Linked DNA regions of Sus scrofa: regions 1, 3 and 4 are each linked to region 2. Evidence: chromatin contacts called from public Hi-C and HiChIP or PLAC-seq data. All regions are on one chromosome and are shown on one strand. Each heading gives the region's core, a stretch centred on a gene start, on an enhancer-like site or on the middle of the called end of the contact. The rest is flanking DNA. Distances are from core to core; before and after follow the strand shown. Region 1 has its middle 120 kb from the start of ZFP36L1. Region 2 overlaps RAD51B (DNA repair protein RAD51 homolog 2). Region 3 overlaps RAD51B (DNA repair protein RAD51 homolog 2). Region 4 has its middle 170 kb from the start of ZFP36L1.

Evidence for each region. Hi-C and Micro-C count contacts between places; a contact is called where the count stands out from the background. HiChIP or PLAC-seq counts read pairs in DNA pulled down with a chosen protein or histone mark.
Region 1: a contact with region 2 is called in an H3K27ac HiChIP or PLAC-seq map of skeletal muscle. The contact joins two enhancer-like sites. A contact is called at or near these places in 1 of 47 Hi-C or Micro-C datasets (embryonic fibroblasts) and 1 of 2 datasets of contacts at active chromatin or transcription factors (skeletal muscle).
Region 3: a contact with region 2 is called in a Hi-C map of skeletal muscle, with 4 times the contacts expected there. The contact joins two enhancer-like sites. A contact is called at or near these places in 1 of 47 Hi-C or Micro-C datasets (skeletal muscle) and 2 of 2 datasets of contacts at active chromatin or transcription factors (alveolar macrophages and skeletal muscle).
Region 4: an H3K27ac HiChIP or PLAC-seq map of skeletal muscle shows a contact between it and region 2, with 2.8 times the contacts expected there. The contact joins two enhancer-like sites. A contact is called at or near these places in 1 of 47 Hi-C or Micro-C datasets (skeletal muscle) and 1 of 2 datasets of contacts at active chromatin or transcription factors (skeletal muscle).

What each region holds. Positions count from the first base shown.
Region 1 is chr7:92,377,483-92,380,862 of Sscrofa11.1, forward strand. No RefSeq gene overlaps it. Among named protein-coding and RNA genes, the nearest start is that of ZFP36L1, 120 kb to the right of the region's middle. Within about 2 kb of position 1,394, at least 44 of the 83 cell types and tissues checked have an H3K27ac peak or open chromatin away from gene starts, as enhancers often do. A contact at or near this core is called in skeletal muscle, where this site is marked.
Region 2 is chr7:92,153,679-92,157,208 of Sscrofa11.1, forward strand. All of the region lies in intron 10 of RAD51B (DNA repair protein RAD51 homolog 2), which reads left to right. Among named protein-coding and RNA genes, the nearest start is that of ZFP36L1, 340 kb to the right of the region's middle. Within about 2 kb of position 1,758, at least 18 of the 83 cell types and tissues checked have an H3K27ac peak or open chromatin away from gene starts, as enhancers often do. A contact at or near this core is called in skeletal muscle, where this site is marked.
Region 3 is chr7:92,282,510-92,286,232 of Sscrofa11.1, forward strand. All of the region lies in intron 11 of RAD51B (DNA repair protein RAD51 homolog 2), which reads left to right. Among named protein-coding and RNA genes, the nearest start is that of ZFP36L1, 210 kb to the right of the region's middle. Within about 2 kb of position 1,397, at least 25 of the 83 cell types and tissues checked have an H3K27ac peak or open chromatin away from gene starts, as enhancers often do. A contact at or near this core is called in skeletal muscle, where this site is marked.
Region 4 is chr7:92,328,504-92,332,441 of Sscrofa11.1, forward strand. No RefSeq gene overlaps it. Among named protein-coding and RNA genes, the nearest start is that of ZFP36L1, 170 kb to the right of the region's middle. Within about 2 kb of position 2,223, at least 42 of the 83 cell types and tissues checked have an H3K27ac peak or open chromatin away from gene starts, as enhancers often do. A contact at or near this core is called in skeletal muscle, where this site is marked.

The sequences.
Region 1 (3,380 bases), core at 144-2,643, 220 kb after region 2:
AGGAACGTGATCAGTTCTGCTTCTGAGCCCCGCGTGGAAGATAGCTAAGGAGTGGGCCAACCTGAAGATGGCACCATCCTGGAACACAGCCCTGAAATACTCTGTCCTGGGCCACTGTGTCAAGAACCACTCTCCCCTTCATCACATGGCACCAGAGTTCCCAGGGAACAAGGCTCTCTCCTCTGTTGAGAGCTTGAGCCGGCCCCAGAGGAAGAAGCATTAGGACTAAGCCCTGCATCTTTCTGTCCAGTTTCCCCCGTGCCTTGAACTTCTACCACCTCCCTTCCCTTGCCAGCAACCTGGAGGAGAGGAAACTCTACCCTGATTTTTTTGTTGTTGGTTTTTTTCTTTGGTTTTTTAGGGCCACACCCTCAGCATATGGAAATTCCCAGGCTAGGGATCAAATGGAAGTTGCAGCTGCCAACCTACACCACAGCCACAGCCACATGGGATCTGAGTTTTGTCTGCGACCTACACCACAGCTCACGGCAACGCCAGATCCTTAACCCACTGAGCGAGGCCAGGGATCGAACCTGCATCCTCATGGCTACTAGTCAGATTTGTTTCTGCTGAGGCCAGGGATCGAACCTGCATCCTCATGGCTACTAGTCAGATTTGTTTCTGCTGCGCCATGACGGAAACTCCCTATCCTAATTTTAACGTAGGAGCCACTGAGACTTGCATATATTAAGTGACTTCCTCCAGATCACACAAGACTCCACCCATCGCTCGGCCACCAACTTTGCATCTCATCTGCACCCACCTGTCTCCATCAATCCTAACGAGTCAGTCAGCTTTTCCCATCCCTAGGCCAGACACCTCCTCAAATAACAAACTGATTGATCTCTAGAAAAACCAAAGGCCAGTTCCAGTGGTCAAACACTGCAAGCTAGAGAGTTTCTCCCAAAAGTTCTATGGGAAGCCCAAGAATTCTGAATTCCAAAGCCAGCCAAATTTGGATTTCCTCTGTAAAGAGACCATCCGTCCCTGCAAAGAACATACCCTACCCCGTGTAGTTAGTTCCATGTTTCCTAATAACTTTTGCTTACACCACAAAATTGTCATAGATTATGGAAACACAAAAGCCTTGGAAAAGAAGAAAAAAAAAAAAAAATGTCCCGAGGCCCCTGGAAGTCATTATTCCTTCCTTTAGCAATTGCTGAGTTAAGCAGCAAAAATATGGTTTTCATCGTGCACCCCTCCCCCACCCCCCACTCTCTCTCTCTCTCTCTCTCTCTCTCTCTCTCTCACACACACACACACACACACACACACACTCAGACACACTCACATAGATGATCTGCTGGACATATGTTCACAAGAAAGCGGGCCTGTGGGGTGGGAGAAGATTCACATGTTGTGAGTCAAGAGCTTGAACATTTGAAAAGAAAAAGTGGGAGAGGGCGGGGAGTTTGCAGCCCTGGAAATGGAATATCCAGAGGATTTATTGCCTTTGAGTATCTCACGAGGCATTTTTTTTTATAAAAATCTGTAACTTATGGCTTTTTTTTTTTTTTTTTTTTTTTTTTTTTTTGTATAGGGCAGTAAACAAGAGCTCTGAAAGGGGAAGGAAGCCAGGAGAAAGCCAGCTCCATTAGTCACGCAGCTGCATATCCTGTCACAAAGGACCCCAGTTGAGTAATCGCCCAAAATATGCCTGTTATTTTTTTTTTCTGTCAGAAAAAAAATGGGGCCTGCCAAAATGTACTGTAAAAAGGAAAAAAATCTAGTCTCTCAGCCCCAGAGGGGGAAAGGAAAAGAAAGAAGAAACAGACGTGACTTCTCAGCACTTCTAACCCTTTCCCCAACTTATCTTTAAAAGAAAAAGCCCTCAGACTCTTCACAGCGATGGAGCTGGCTGGAAAAAAGCTGGCTCTTTGAGATGCTCCAGGTCTCAGAGGCCGTGCAGTTCCATGGTGCTGAGAGCTTAGAAAGAAGAGGGCCGTCGGAGAAAGAAGGAGAAGGACAGCCCCCAGCAGAGAGGAAAGAAGACAGGCCAATTGAACGAGGCCTTTGCTGGACCCAGTGAGCGAGCTCTGTCCCACAGGGAAGCTGGGCAGCCCCCTCCAGTTTCATGAGCATCGCATGGGCCCAGCCTGTGGCCGAGCACGCTTTTTCTGATGGCCTCAGCGAAACCACCATTGTCTCCAGCCTCCAACGTGCCCTAGGCTGTTTGGGCCACAGAATGGACAAGAAGAATTTGTGTGGCTGGACATCTGACTCTGGGGAAGTCTGAAGAAGAGGATCTGGAAAGGACCAGAGCTGCCTCCAGTCTCAGGAATTTCCCCGAATTGGCTTTGCAAAACCCCTCCATGCCAGGCTCCTGGTGGGGAAACTGAGGCACAGCCAACGAAGCTGTTCTGAAGCCTGGTGCAGTGGCTGCCTCTCTGCCGCACCCTCATTCCCTTGGCTCTCAGGATCAGGATGCGCAGAGCGGTCAGTCCAAACAGAGAGACTCTTGGAAAGTCGCAGCTTTCCACCTGCTCACATTCTGGTCTAGTCAGAACTGTCCACGGGGAAAGGGGTTGTCTGAACCCAGGTGATAAAAAAAAAAAAAAAAAGCAGGAGGTCTTCTCCTTAAGAAAGAGAATAGAGGCCAAAAGGGAGGAATGGGGAGTTCCCGTCGTGGCGCAGTGGTTAACGAATCCGACTAGGAACCATGAGGTTGCGGGTTCGATCCCTGCCCTTGCTCAGTGGGGTAACGATCCGGCGTTGCTGTGAGCTGTGGTGTAGGTTACAGACGCGGCTCGGATCCCGCGTTGCTGTGGCTCTGGCGTAGGCCGGTGGCTACAGCTCCGATTCAACCCCTAGCCTGGGAACCTCCATATGCCGCGGGAGCAGCCCAAGAAATAGCAACAACAACAACAGCAGCAAAAAAAAAAAAAAAAGACAAAAGACAAAAAATTAAAAAAAAAAAAAAAAAAAAAAAAAAGGGAGGAATGGGCAGAGGCACTGCTTTTGCTCTGGGCTGTCTGGAGCCTGTCTTCAGAGAAGCCAGCCTCAGCACCACAGGGCAGGGCTGGGAGAAGATCCTTTCTGGGAGCTTCTGTAGCTGCCTGAGTCCTAATCTGGCTGCTTGACTTTGGGGTCAGGGGAACTCCAACTTCACGGCCAAGTCCATCCCCATGCCACTTGCTGCAGGGAGGCCCAATTTTACCCAAAGCAAGGCCTTCCCAGCTCTTCCAGGCCTTTGAGCCCTGCCCATCCTGTCCAAGGCACAATCTCGAAGCCAGTCCTGAGCTTCATGTCCCAGCTCTGGCCTCCTGCTTCCCCGGGGACAGCTAATTGACACCTAAAGCCATCCAAAGGATGCAGTGACTTCCTGCAAAGACCTGGCTGTGAGGTGAAAGAGCAGCGTCTCCTCCCAGCTTTGCTGCTGA
Region 2 (3,530 bases), core at 508-3,007:
AAATTAATAATAATAGAAGGAAATTTGGGAAATTCTCAAATGTGTGCATATTAAACACTCAGTTCTAAATAAGAAACAAGTGAAAGGATAAATAACCAGAGAAATTAGAAAATACTTTGAGGAGTTCCCTGATGGTCCTGTAGCTGAGGATTCAGTGTTGTCACTGTTATGGCTTGGGTTCTACCCATGGCTCCAGAACTTCTGTGTGCTATGGGTGTGGCCAAAGGAAAAAAATACTTTGAGAAAACAAAAACAAAAATATAGTATACCAAAACATATGAGATGCAGCAGAAGCAGTGCTTGGAGAGAATTTTATAGCTTAAACACCTATATCAAAAAAGAAGTTTGGAGTTCCTGTCATGGCTCCGTGGTTAACGAACCTGACTAGTATTCATGAGGACGTGGGTTCGATCCCTGGCTTCACTCAGTGGGTTAAGGATCCAGTGTTGCCATGAGCTGTGGTGTAGGTTGCAGATGCAGCTTGGATCCTGAGTTGCTGTGGCGTAAGCCAGTGGCTACAGCTCCAATTAGACCCCTAGCTTGGGAACTTTCACATGCTGTGAGTGTGGCCCTAAAAAAGCCAAAAAAAAAAAAAAAAAAGAATTTTATTGTATGTAAATTTACCTCAATAAAGCTGATATTTAATGTAGAAAGACTTAATGATAGACATTCTCTGATGGTATAAATTTGCGTACTACCATATGTGTGTAGTCACTAAATTCTCTCTGATTTTAGTAAAATTTTGGAAGAATCACTAACCCTTTTGTATTACAAATAAAGTTCACGGAAAAAGAAAACCTAACATGGTTTTTAAAATATGTGAACAAATATTAAGCTTATAGTTAATTACATGCATGTGAAAGTATTTAGAGGAAAGTGCAGTGATGTTTGCAATTTACTCTGATTCAAAACAACAAAATAATAAGATGGATTGATGGATGGATAGATAAAGGATAGGCTTATGGGTATTCACTATAAAATTCTTCTAATTTTGCTGCATGTTTTGAAATTTTTCATAATAAAATGATGGGGAAAATAATAAACTCAAAACTCCACGCTAACCCAGAACTCTTACCATCCCATAATGTACTAAGTTAATAGCCTATTGATCTGAAGAAATTAATGTTTTATTTAAGGAACGGGCTCTTTTAGTTTATAAACTTTGGAAACCTAGTAAATTATTTAAACGTTTTTAAGTGATCACCTCACCCAGAGAGATATTATAAAAGAGCGTAATGACACTCTTGGGGGGAATAAGATCTTGTCGCCTCAGGGCCAAACTTTCTAGGAGGCTCTTCCCAGGGCTTAGAATTATATTTCATAAGGGATTCGGATCAACTTCAGATTTCTGCCCTTCATTTCTGTAGGAAAAGTTGTGAAATAGGCCACATGTAGATAAATTAATACATTCATGCCTGCTCAAACACGGTTCATTTTTCCACCCTGTCATTTTCCAGCACTCTATTACTTCTACAGATCTCGCTCCCCTATTTTGAGAAGGCAGTTCAGACACCATTAAATCCCTCTCTACTCTCCCCTCATCATCTTGCAAAGCTGTTGGTACGAGGCTTCAGTGTTCCATGGAGAGTGATTTTCCAAGTGATGAAGCAGATTCTAATCAGTATACAGTCCAGATATGGACTGGGCCCTGGACCTCTGCCACCTTTCCCTCCAGCTCTCTTAACACAATGCCTAGGGAATTCCTTTGAGGATCACTGAGTATACTTAAGGCCCCCCTGATCCTGTGGCCTCCTTCCAGCCACAGAGATCTTCCTGTCTGGAGCATTTCCGGCCCTTCTGTCCCTTGGCTTGGAGAGTTCAGCTCAACCTGGGGAAAGGACAGAAGACTTGAGGTTATCAAAAGCCTGTTGAATTATCTGATGCAAGACTGGCTGGCTTGTTTGCCTCCCTGGCTCTCTTCCTGGGCTTCAAAGCAGCTGAGAAAACAACCTTTTTCTAAGTCTTGGACAAGGAGGAAAATCCCTGGCATGGAGGATTTCTGTCGCAGACATTTGGCACAGCTAGAGGAAAGGTTTGGTTAGTTTAGCAATGGGTTTTATTAGCCCAGGCATCCAGTTGAAATGAGATAATAGGGTCCCTGTTGAACCCTGTTGATTTTAGAGTCAGTGGGCTTGCTTCCTTGTTTCTCAGGAGGACCTTCGCATACAGATGAAAGTAATAGATGTGTTGAGCAGCGCCATTGCTGGCGAGTCCATCGGATACCATTTAATCTTGCTGATCGTGGGGGAGACTGAGAGAGGGTTAAAAAGTTAGCAAGCTCGAAAATCGTGGATGCATGCAAAGTCCTATTTCTGAGCGATCTCAACTGCTTCTCACTCCAGTTTTCTTGGCTGGACACGTTTTGGTGGAGGTCCTGCATCTCATAGACAGAAAGAAAGGAATAGAAAGAAAGCCAGGCCCAGCACCTGCCCCTACAGGAAGCAACTCTGCCTAACACATTCCCGCGGCCAGCTCATTTTACTCTGCCCTTTGCCCCCAACCAATATGAGAATCGGGGTAATGGGTGGGAAGGGAACGGATATAAAAGAGAGGAAGGATTCATTAGCACTGTTAAAGGAAGCCTGCCTGGCACAGGAATTGGAGAAGAGAAAGGGGAGGAATCAGGGCCAGCTTACTCTCAGCACATGGCTGCCTGTTCATGTCTGCTTCCCTGGGCTACAAAAGGAAAACTCACTTTTTCCTAAAGCTGGGGCTCTTTTGCAGGAACTCATCTACCCTGCCAGGACCAGAACTCTGTAAAAACAGCCTCCAGGATGGCCTGGAGTTCCTGCCATCCTACCCAAAGTTCCTGACATCTTTGTGCTGTCTTCTCCACACCAGTCTCTCGACACCCCCCTCGGAGGAGGAGGGCTAGGCTGGGTGGCTCCAGAGGAGGGTCATACCTATACTTTAAAAAGACACAGGCACTATCCCTAGAAGGTGTCACCATCCTCAGGGCAGCCTGAGGTTCCTATGCCCAGCACTTTCTGTTCTACGGCTCCTTTTCCACTTTCTGAGCCTCTTGGAAGTGGGATCAGGCCAGGAAAAACATGTGATGCTATAGCAAGCTGAAACCAAAGGCTTGACTTTGGTCCTGCCCAGGCAGAGAATCTTGGCGGTGATTGACGGGGTAGACTGCTCTTTTCTATGGTATCTTCTAAGTCCCCCAAGTTCGGGGATGGGGTGCCAGATCAATCCTCAAAATGGATATGTCAGAGCTTCTGAGGGTCACCCGTTTTTTTTATTTCATCACTGAGCTTCTGTTATATATACAGCCCCATACCAGAGGGCAGGGAGACTAGCAGAAGAAGCCATAATGGTGAAGATCTCCGCCTTCAAATCCATGGCAGGAGATTCAGGTAACGGGAACCATAAACTGGTAAAGAAAACAGTAACTACTGTTTGAGAGGTACAAATAGAGGGCGATGACTCAGAGGGAGACTACCTCAGGCTGGAGGAGCTTTCTGGAAGAGGTAGTAGCATTTTTATGGGGTTCAAAGAATAGGTAGGATTTGGACATTCAGAATGAA
Region 3 (3,723 bases), core at 147-2,646, 130 kb after region 2:
TTTCACTTTTACATTTCTAGGGCGGTAGGGACCTTTGATCAGGCATCCTGAAGCCAACAGCAGTGGCTTCTCATCCCCAGCTACCTACCCCATGATTGAAACCAGGCCGGTGAGCGCCCTTGCCGTCGCGCGGGTAGCTGGGGGTGAAGGACGGAATGAAAGCCAACAGGCAGAGCCAGGCCGAGAGGTGGGACTTCTAGGAAGAGGAGACGCAGCATCTGACTTTGCTAATGGAGCCTCATACACAGCACTGTGGCCATGTTTCCCAAGATGTAGTGCAGAGTCTGGATGTTCTTTCTTTTGTTTTTTCTTTTTTTTATTTTAGGCCCACACCCGTGGCATATGGAGGTACCCAGTCTAGGGTTGAATTGGAGCTGCAGCCACTGGCCTACATCACAGCCACAGCAACGCCAGATCTGAGCCGTGTCTGCCACCTACACCACAGCTCACAGCAATGCTGGATCCTCAACCCGCTACGCAAGACCAGGGATCGAACTCACATCCTCATGGATCCTAGTCGGGTGTATCAACAGCTGAGCCACGAAGGGAACTCCTGGATTTCATTTCTTTTGCCATCTCTGTGTTTCCTTGTGAGATGATAGGATTCTCCCGGTGGCGGGGGTGGGGGGACTAACCCACTGCTCAGAGTCCCGTGTTGGTGTGTTCTCTAGCGTAGTCCTCTGTGCTCTCCCGGGATAATATAATGGGGCCTGCTGGGACCCTAAGGTCCCCATGAATGCCAGGCTCATTTTGCAGAGCTGGTTCCCAACGGTGCTGGGCTGGAGTTGCTTTTGGGGTGAGTTCCGGGGAGGAGAGAGAAGGACAGTGCCTGGGCGCTCCCTGGAAGGTGCCGGCTGGTGACCCGGGTGAGTCACGTAACCAGGCTAAGCCTCAGTTTCCTCCTGGGATGATTATAGGAAGACAACAAACTCCCTGAAGATGCCATGCAAGTCTCTACCCGTTTGGGGATGACGGGATGGCTGGGGGATTCAATGAGGGGATGCTGAGAAGGATCCTGGGACAGAGAGATGTGTGTGGTTTTCCATGCATGTGAGCGGCCGCGTGCTTAGGGTTGTCAGAAGAGGTGGGCCTTGCACGGTTGGCCTCGGAAGAAGATAACAAATAGGGGCGTGGCCTCCAGTTGCAAACTCAGCCTCCGTGATGCTGTGCGGGGGGCAGCTGACCCTTCCCTCTCTCGCCTTCAGATTTGTTTCACTGCAGAAGTTGAGACATGTGGCTTACCAGGCGACCCCAGGGAGTTTAGAGCTTGACATAAATATAGGCTCAAAACTGCTGTCACATCCCTGCCCCCATGACCGCCGCGGGCCCCTCCCAACTCAGGGACGGCGGCGCTTCCTCCCTCTCCCTCTCGCTTCCTCTCCTTCTGGAAGCCCGGCCGGGGCTGAGCCCTGGAGAAGGTGTCTCCTCCGCACGTATGCTGGTCCCAGAGGCCCTGCACGGGTAGACGAGGCTCGTCCTGATCCAGCACAGACTCTCCTCTTCCTGGGTTTGTTAGAAGCCTGACCAGACCCCCGAGTCTTATGACTTCAACAGATGTTTCTGCTTAAGCAGCCCTGGCATCTTTATGGCCTGTTTTTTCCATTCTTGCTTCTCTTCCTCTGTCCCAGCAGCCCTGAACGCAATTTGGACTTCATCTTCTTTCTAATGGTTACAGGGAGAGCGAGGACTATTTTCCCCCCTTCTTTTCCTTGTTCCCTAGCTCTTCAAGTGACACACACACACGCACAGTCCCTGGGCAGGAGGATCTGCGTTCGTGGTGCATGTTGGTCCATGTTGCGCTGACATTTATTTTCACTTCAGACGGAGCCCCAGTTCAAAGCCTCCCTCCCTGCCTCCACCCACACCTCGCATTCATCCCCTGCTTGTCCACACACGGGTCACCCCAGGGCCACTGATCAGTGGGTCCTCCCAGATGCTGATTCTGAAAGCTCTCGCTGGCCTCAGCCTCTGCCCGTCCCTCCAGCAAGACCTGAAGAGCCTGGTGTCCCGCGGATCTGGGAAGGCTTCACTGGCGAGGGACGACGGAGGGCTGAGACCACAGTTACCATGCATCGCATCCAACTGCCCAGCCAGCTGGTCTGCCCAGGCTCAGGTGGGGCCAAGGTGACAGCTGTTAAAAAATGGAGCCAGTTTTCCAACAGTAGGTGACAGCTTGAAACCAGTCTGGCTGCTCCTCGCATCAACACCTATAATTCCACCCAGCTTGCCACCGCAGTGAGGCGTTCACACCCTTTGTCTGCCCCGCAGGGCTGGGGGTGCTCACATGTCTCCGACTCTGGTTCCCAGAGCAAGGATGGCCTGGAGACGTCACGTCTTCGGCTGAAGGCCTGTCCATGCTGAAGGCCCCTGGAGCTCAGAAAGCTTTGTGGTCTCCCAAGACTGAGGAGTGGAACTGGATTCCTCCACTGGGCTCCCACTGCGGGTATAGACAGATCTGCCTGGAGTGCTGAAGGTTGACACCACCAGCTGCCTCAGCTGGGTGGCTCATGGCTGAGGAGGGCTGTCACCTTAATTCCATCACATCCCTGCAGGCTTTCTACCTGAGCGTCTAGGGACCCCTGCTCAGTCTCAGGGTATGTTAAGAGCATGAGCTACCATAGATGCTGACGGGGCGGTGGGGGGGGAGGCACCAAGAAGACCCACCCTCAACTCAGAGATGCGATGGTGGAGCTCAGCCCCACAAGGTTCTCCTCAGCGACCATCCACCGGAGAAGGGCCAGGCAGCCCCGTCCCCTCCTCTCACCATAGGGGCAGTGTCGCCTCGTATATCGCCCCCATCAGCCTTCTCTTCTCTCCTTCCTTTGACGTAAGCTCTTCTTCTTATTGAAGCAAGTTGAGCCCCTGGTTCTTACTTGTTACCGTTTTGCTGAGGCGTGACAGCCTCCCATGATCGATTAAGGGAGGCTGCCTGGAAAAGGCAGCCACCGTGGGATTGGAGCTCAGGATCCTATAGCAGGTGACACACGCCAGGCCTGTGGGAAGTGGATGCTGGGAGAAGCCCAGAAGCAGGATGACGGTCCCCTGTGCTGGGCACCGCTGAGCCGGAGGTGCTGGACGGCTGCCACATGCTTCTCAAGCCTGTCTCTTCTGTTTGCTTCACTTGCTACACATTTGCCCACGAAGAAGAAGGGAGCTGTCTCCGTGACTTTCCCATTCCTACATACGTCCAGAATTCCCCTCCACCACGGACACTTCTCCAGAAACAATGATATCGTAATAGCATAACCAGAGATCCTGCTGATGGTTAAAATCAAATCCACAGCCCGGTCGGTCTGCCTTTCTCCTTCCTTCCCTGGGCGTTTGCCCTTTTGTGTGTATGTGAAGGGTCGGGGCGGAGGAGGGGATTGAGTTGGGGAACTGGGGTTGCCTGTTTCCTCTCGGCTGCTCCCCGGGGTTCCCACAACAAGGATCTACAACAGCATCTCTCCCCTCGCTGCCAAGGAGCTCGCTGGGTTCCTGCTGCCACGTGAGGCTCTGGCTCTGCCTCTCCCCAGGCAGATCTTTAGGGATCCCGAACGGCCCCTGGACTCATCATCCCTGGGGATGTGAAACTGATTGACCAGCAGATGCCCCTGCACAGTCCTCCTGTCACCTCCCTTTTCTCCTGTCACTAGTGGATCCCACTGGAAGAACAGAGCCTGGGAAACAAACTGTGTGGAGCTGGGCACAGACAGAGGTGACAAGTGACTTCCAGATGGTCAA
Region 4 (3,938 bases), core at 973-3,472, 180 kb after region 2:
AAAATGAAGTGCTGATGCTAGTGATAAGAAGGGCAGGTCTCATAAACCTAAAATAATTGAGACAAAGATGGAAATCATTAGGCATGCAGAACATGGGGGATATTTAGCCTCAATCAGATGCTCACTGGATGTAAGCCAGTCAACTGTGGGTTCAGTCGTGAAGGAAAAGAATAAAACTAGAGAGTTTAGATGAAATTCTGGACATACCCAGTCAGAGATTCTATCTAAAGGGGGGGTGTGTGATTAGAGATTTACCATATTTCTTCGGTTCTAAAGCTTCGCTGATTTAATAACAGATTTGGGGGGCTAAGGTGAAGGAGATGCCGTGAGACTGGAAACTGCAGCAAATAACAGTGATAATATTGTTTAGCTTCCTGGGAACAGAACCTTCCCTTAAAACGTGCAAGTCAGCTGCTTGCCACTCGCGTGTCAGACCAGTGGATTTTCAGGAAAGCCTTAGGTACGAAAGGAGAGGATGGCCTACGGACACGGTCACCGTGGGGGTCACCCCGGCACCAAGGCCATGGGCAAGGAAGGCCTTGAAGTGATGTGCCAGAAGGGATGGAACTCAACAGAGGCCCTCGCGCCAGAAGGTTTGCACGGCCTGCATGTGCCCGGCTGTCAGAAAACCCTGAGAGTCAAAAGCAAAGAATGCAGGGCTGGCCTCTTCCTCTGCTCTCACCGTCATTGTCCCAGCTGTCCCGGGGTTAGGGCGGGGGCATGCTTCCCCTCCTAGCCGGTGCACAGCCCATGCCCTCAGCCCGGATTAGCTGTCCTTCCTCTTGGGCTGCCTGGCTGACTCCTGGCTCTTCCTTGAAGACTCGGCTCAGGCTTCTGCTGTCTCTGCCCTCCCACGGCGGCCCCTCTGCCCTCCCTCTGTCCTTACCCTTTCCACCCCGTGTCACCATCCCTGGCTGGCCTGGGAGAGCTCTGAGGGCAAGAGAACCCTCACAGCCTCAGCATCCATGCCAAGAGCCTGCTAAGGGACAGAGGAACAGAAGGACAGGAGACCCTCGGGAAGACCTCTTTGGCACCAGACTGCAGAGGGCGCATCGCCAGAGTGACCCAGCCCAGCCGTTCGGAGCGCCTTAGACACGCACGCATGCGCACACGCACGCACCAAACCCTTTCTTTCTCCTTCGGAAGCCAAACCAGTTGTCTCTAAATTCCTCTCTCTTTGCCCCAAGTTCCTCTCCTCGGGGGGCGGGGGGACCTCCTCGCCCACACTGGTGTGTTCCGTCTCAGCCCTCTGATGCTGCCCTTCACACCGCGGGATGGTTCTTTACGAAGGCTTTTCTCAAGTCAATTCGCTGACTTTTCCTCCAACCATAGGAGTCTTGCCGACTTCTTACCACTTTCCTCAGGCCAAAACAACCCAGAAATGCTGTCTGATCCAAAGCATTTCCCAGGGAGGGCGGCCAAGTGAGTGCAAGAGCCTCTCGGCCGTCTGGGACTGTGATGTGATGTCTGAACAGCCGCTTTAGAAACACTCCAGCCTTTTCCAGGGATGCCATCCAGGCGGGGACGCTCCACGTCAGCCCCTCACCGTGGTCTGGGGGTCCGGGGGGTAGATCTGGGAGCACCCGGGCAGGGAATGTCGCTGATGGGGCCCCTGTTGGCGTCACTGGATCGGCCATGAAGGCAAAGTGGGTCTGAGCGCCGCTTTGTCCCCTTCTACCCTCTGACTCTTTCTTGGCCTAACACACCCTGCCCTGCTGCCCTCAGCTGTGAGGATGGGAAGCAGCTGTCTGAAAAGCCTGAGGGGGGCAGCTCAGAGAAGCCCACCCCTGGCCCCCCACCCCACCCCCAGCATGGTACCCAGGGCGGGCTGGCTGAGCTGCTCTCTGCTCGGGTCAGTCAGTCCCACTTACTCTTCTGGTCCTTTGGAGCGCAAGCCTCTGGGGCAGAGCCCAGAGTCCACTTGATAGAAAGCGGATTCTTTTCGTGCAGGGCAAACGGCTCTGATCAGGACATGTCAGTGGAGGACGACTTGGCAGAGCTTCAATACCAAGGCTCGGATGCATCTTTTTCTGTGTGATTTCCTAAATTCAGGCAAGAAAGCGTGCCTCCCCCTGAGTGCCTGGCTCCCCCCACCAGCATTTGCATCCCCCCCCCCCCGCCCCCACCAGTGCTGTATAAAAGGAGCCAGTCGCAGGCCCCCAGTAAGGACAAGGCTGTGATTCAGCCAGGCTCCAGTGACATCCCAGCCCGTGAGAGCGCAGCTGGGGCAGTTTATGAACAGTGCTGGGTCCCAGGGGGAGGTCGGCCCTGTCCTCCAGCCCACAAGCCTCTATTGTTCGCTTTCTTGTTTTTCTCCAAATGTTGAGATGTGCTCAGAGCACAGAAAAGCCCCAAACGGAGGCCATCCGCCAGGGCCAGCCTGAGGCATGGAAGCCTGTGGCCAGAACTCTGTGGGCCTCCCCAACCCCCATCCCCGCCACCGCTACAGTTGTTCCCACCTCTCCCTAAGATGCCCCCCTGCTGGGGGTGGGGGCGGAGGGGGTGGCATCTTCTCAGCCAGCACTCTTTGGACAACAGTGGGCTCGGGCTGTCCCCCCGAGCAAGGTGTGAGACCACGGCACAGGCCCACTTGGTTGGCATCCAGGCGCAACTGCCCGTCATACCCTGGTTGATCCACTGTGTGGACAGGAAAGTCTCTTCTAATTGCTTGTCACTGGCCGTGGCAGTCTGACAGGAGCCATCCTGTGCTGGGTCCTGTCTCTATCAAGAACTTGGACTTCAAGATTCACCTCTTGGGAATGACCCCCCAGCTCTAGCTCTTCCTGGCTGTGCAATCTTGGACAAGTGACTTAGCTTCTCTGAGCCTCAGTTTCCTCCTAGGTAAAATGCCACCTCGCTCACAGAGAGCTCTTGTGGCTTTAACAGACCATCAAGGAAGGCACCAGCACGAAATGAACCCTCTGTAAATCTGGTTATTCGTCGTGTTATTCTTATGCTTATCTGTGACTGCTGTCACACCACCACTGTGAAGCCACCCTCTCTGCTTCAAGCACCCGATTTTGTACCTAAACCAAATGCCTCTGACTGTCTCCGGTTGGGGGTTAGAGAGCAGCTGTGCGAGACCTGCAGAGCCCCAGGAATGAAGGATGAGGTGCCTTGTGACTTAGGGGAGGAGAGAACGTGCTCAAAAGCCCGTCACCTCCCTCTCCCCCTCCCCTCAGCCCCGGATCCCTTTCTCTGGCGCTCATATTACCTGCCCTCCCCCACCATTGACTGTTCTCAGCCCTGCCACGTGGCCCTGTGTTCCAGGAGCCCCCCAAAACCTCCATCCCTTCCAGGAAAGCCCCTCTTCCCAAGGTGGGGGCTGGGGAGGAGACGGGATGCACAGAGGTGGAGTTTCTGGAAATTTTGCCAAATCAAGAGGTGGGTGGGGATCCGGATCCTGACCTCCAAGTTCGGGAGTTGCTAAACTCAGATTAGAGATTGGGGCTCCATTTACAGCAGCCTGAAGAGCCTTGGTGTGAAGGAAGGGGGACAAGAGTTGGGTGGGGGCTCCCCAGAGAAAGCTAGAGAGGTTCTGAGTGCCAGTCCCCCCTGCCTGGGGTCAGTGAGTTCCATCCCTGTTGGGGGCTCTGGGGCTTCTGCTTCCTAGAAACAGAACGGAGCTGATGGCCCTTTGGATTCATTACTCCTTTCCAGAATAAGGCCCTGGGAGCCTCCTGACAGGGCCATATGGTTTCCTTATCGTCCTTATCTCCCAGCACTCACCTTCCATTTGGAATGTTTATCCCAAGATAAAGATCAGATTCCACTTAGGATGATTGAATGGGGGCCTCCTCCGGGTATTTCCCCCACAATTTCAACTGAATGGGCGATCGGAGCCAATAATAGAAGAGCCAGACCAGCCTTGGATCATGGATCTGGCTCCCCTGCCTGCCAGTCACCCTCGGGGCGCCCCCAGCCTCCTCTCCCCCTCT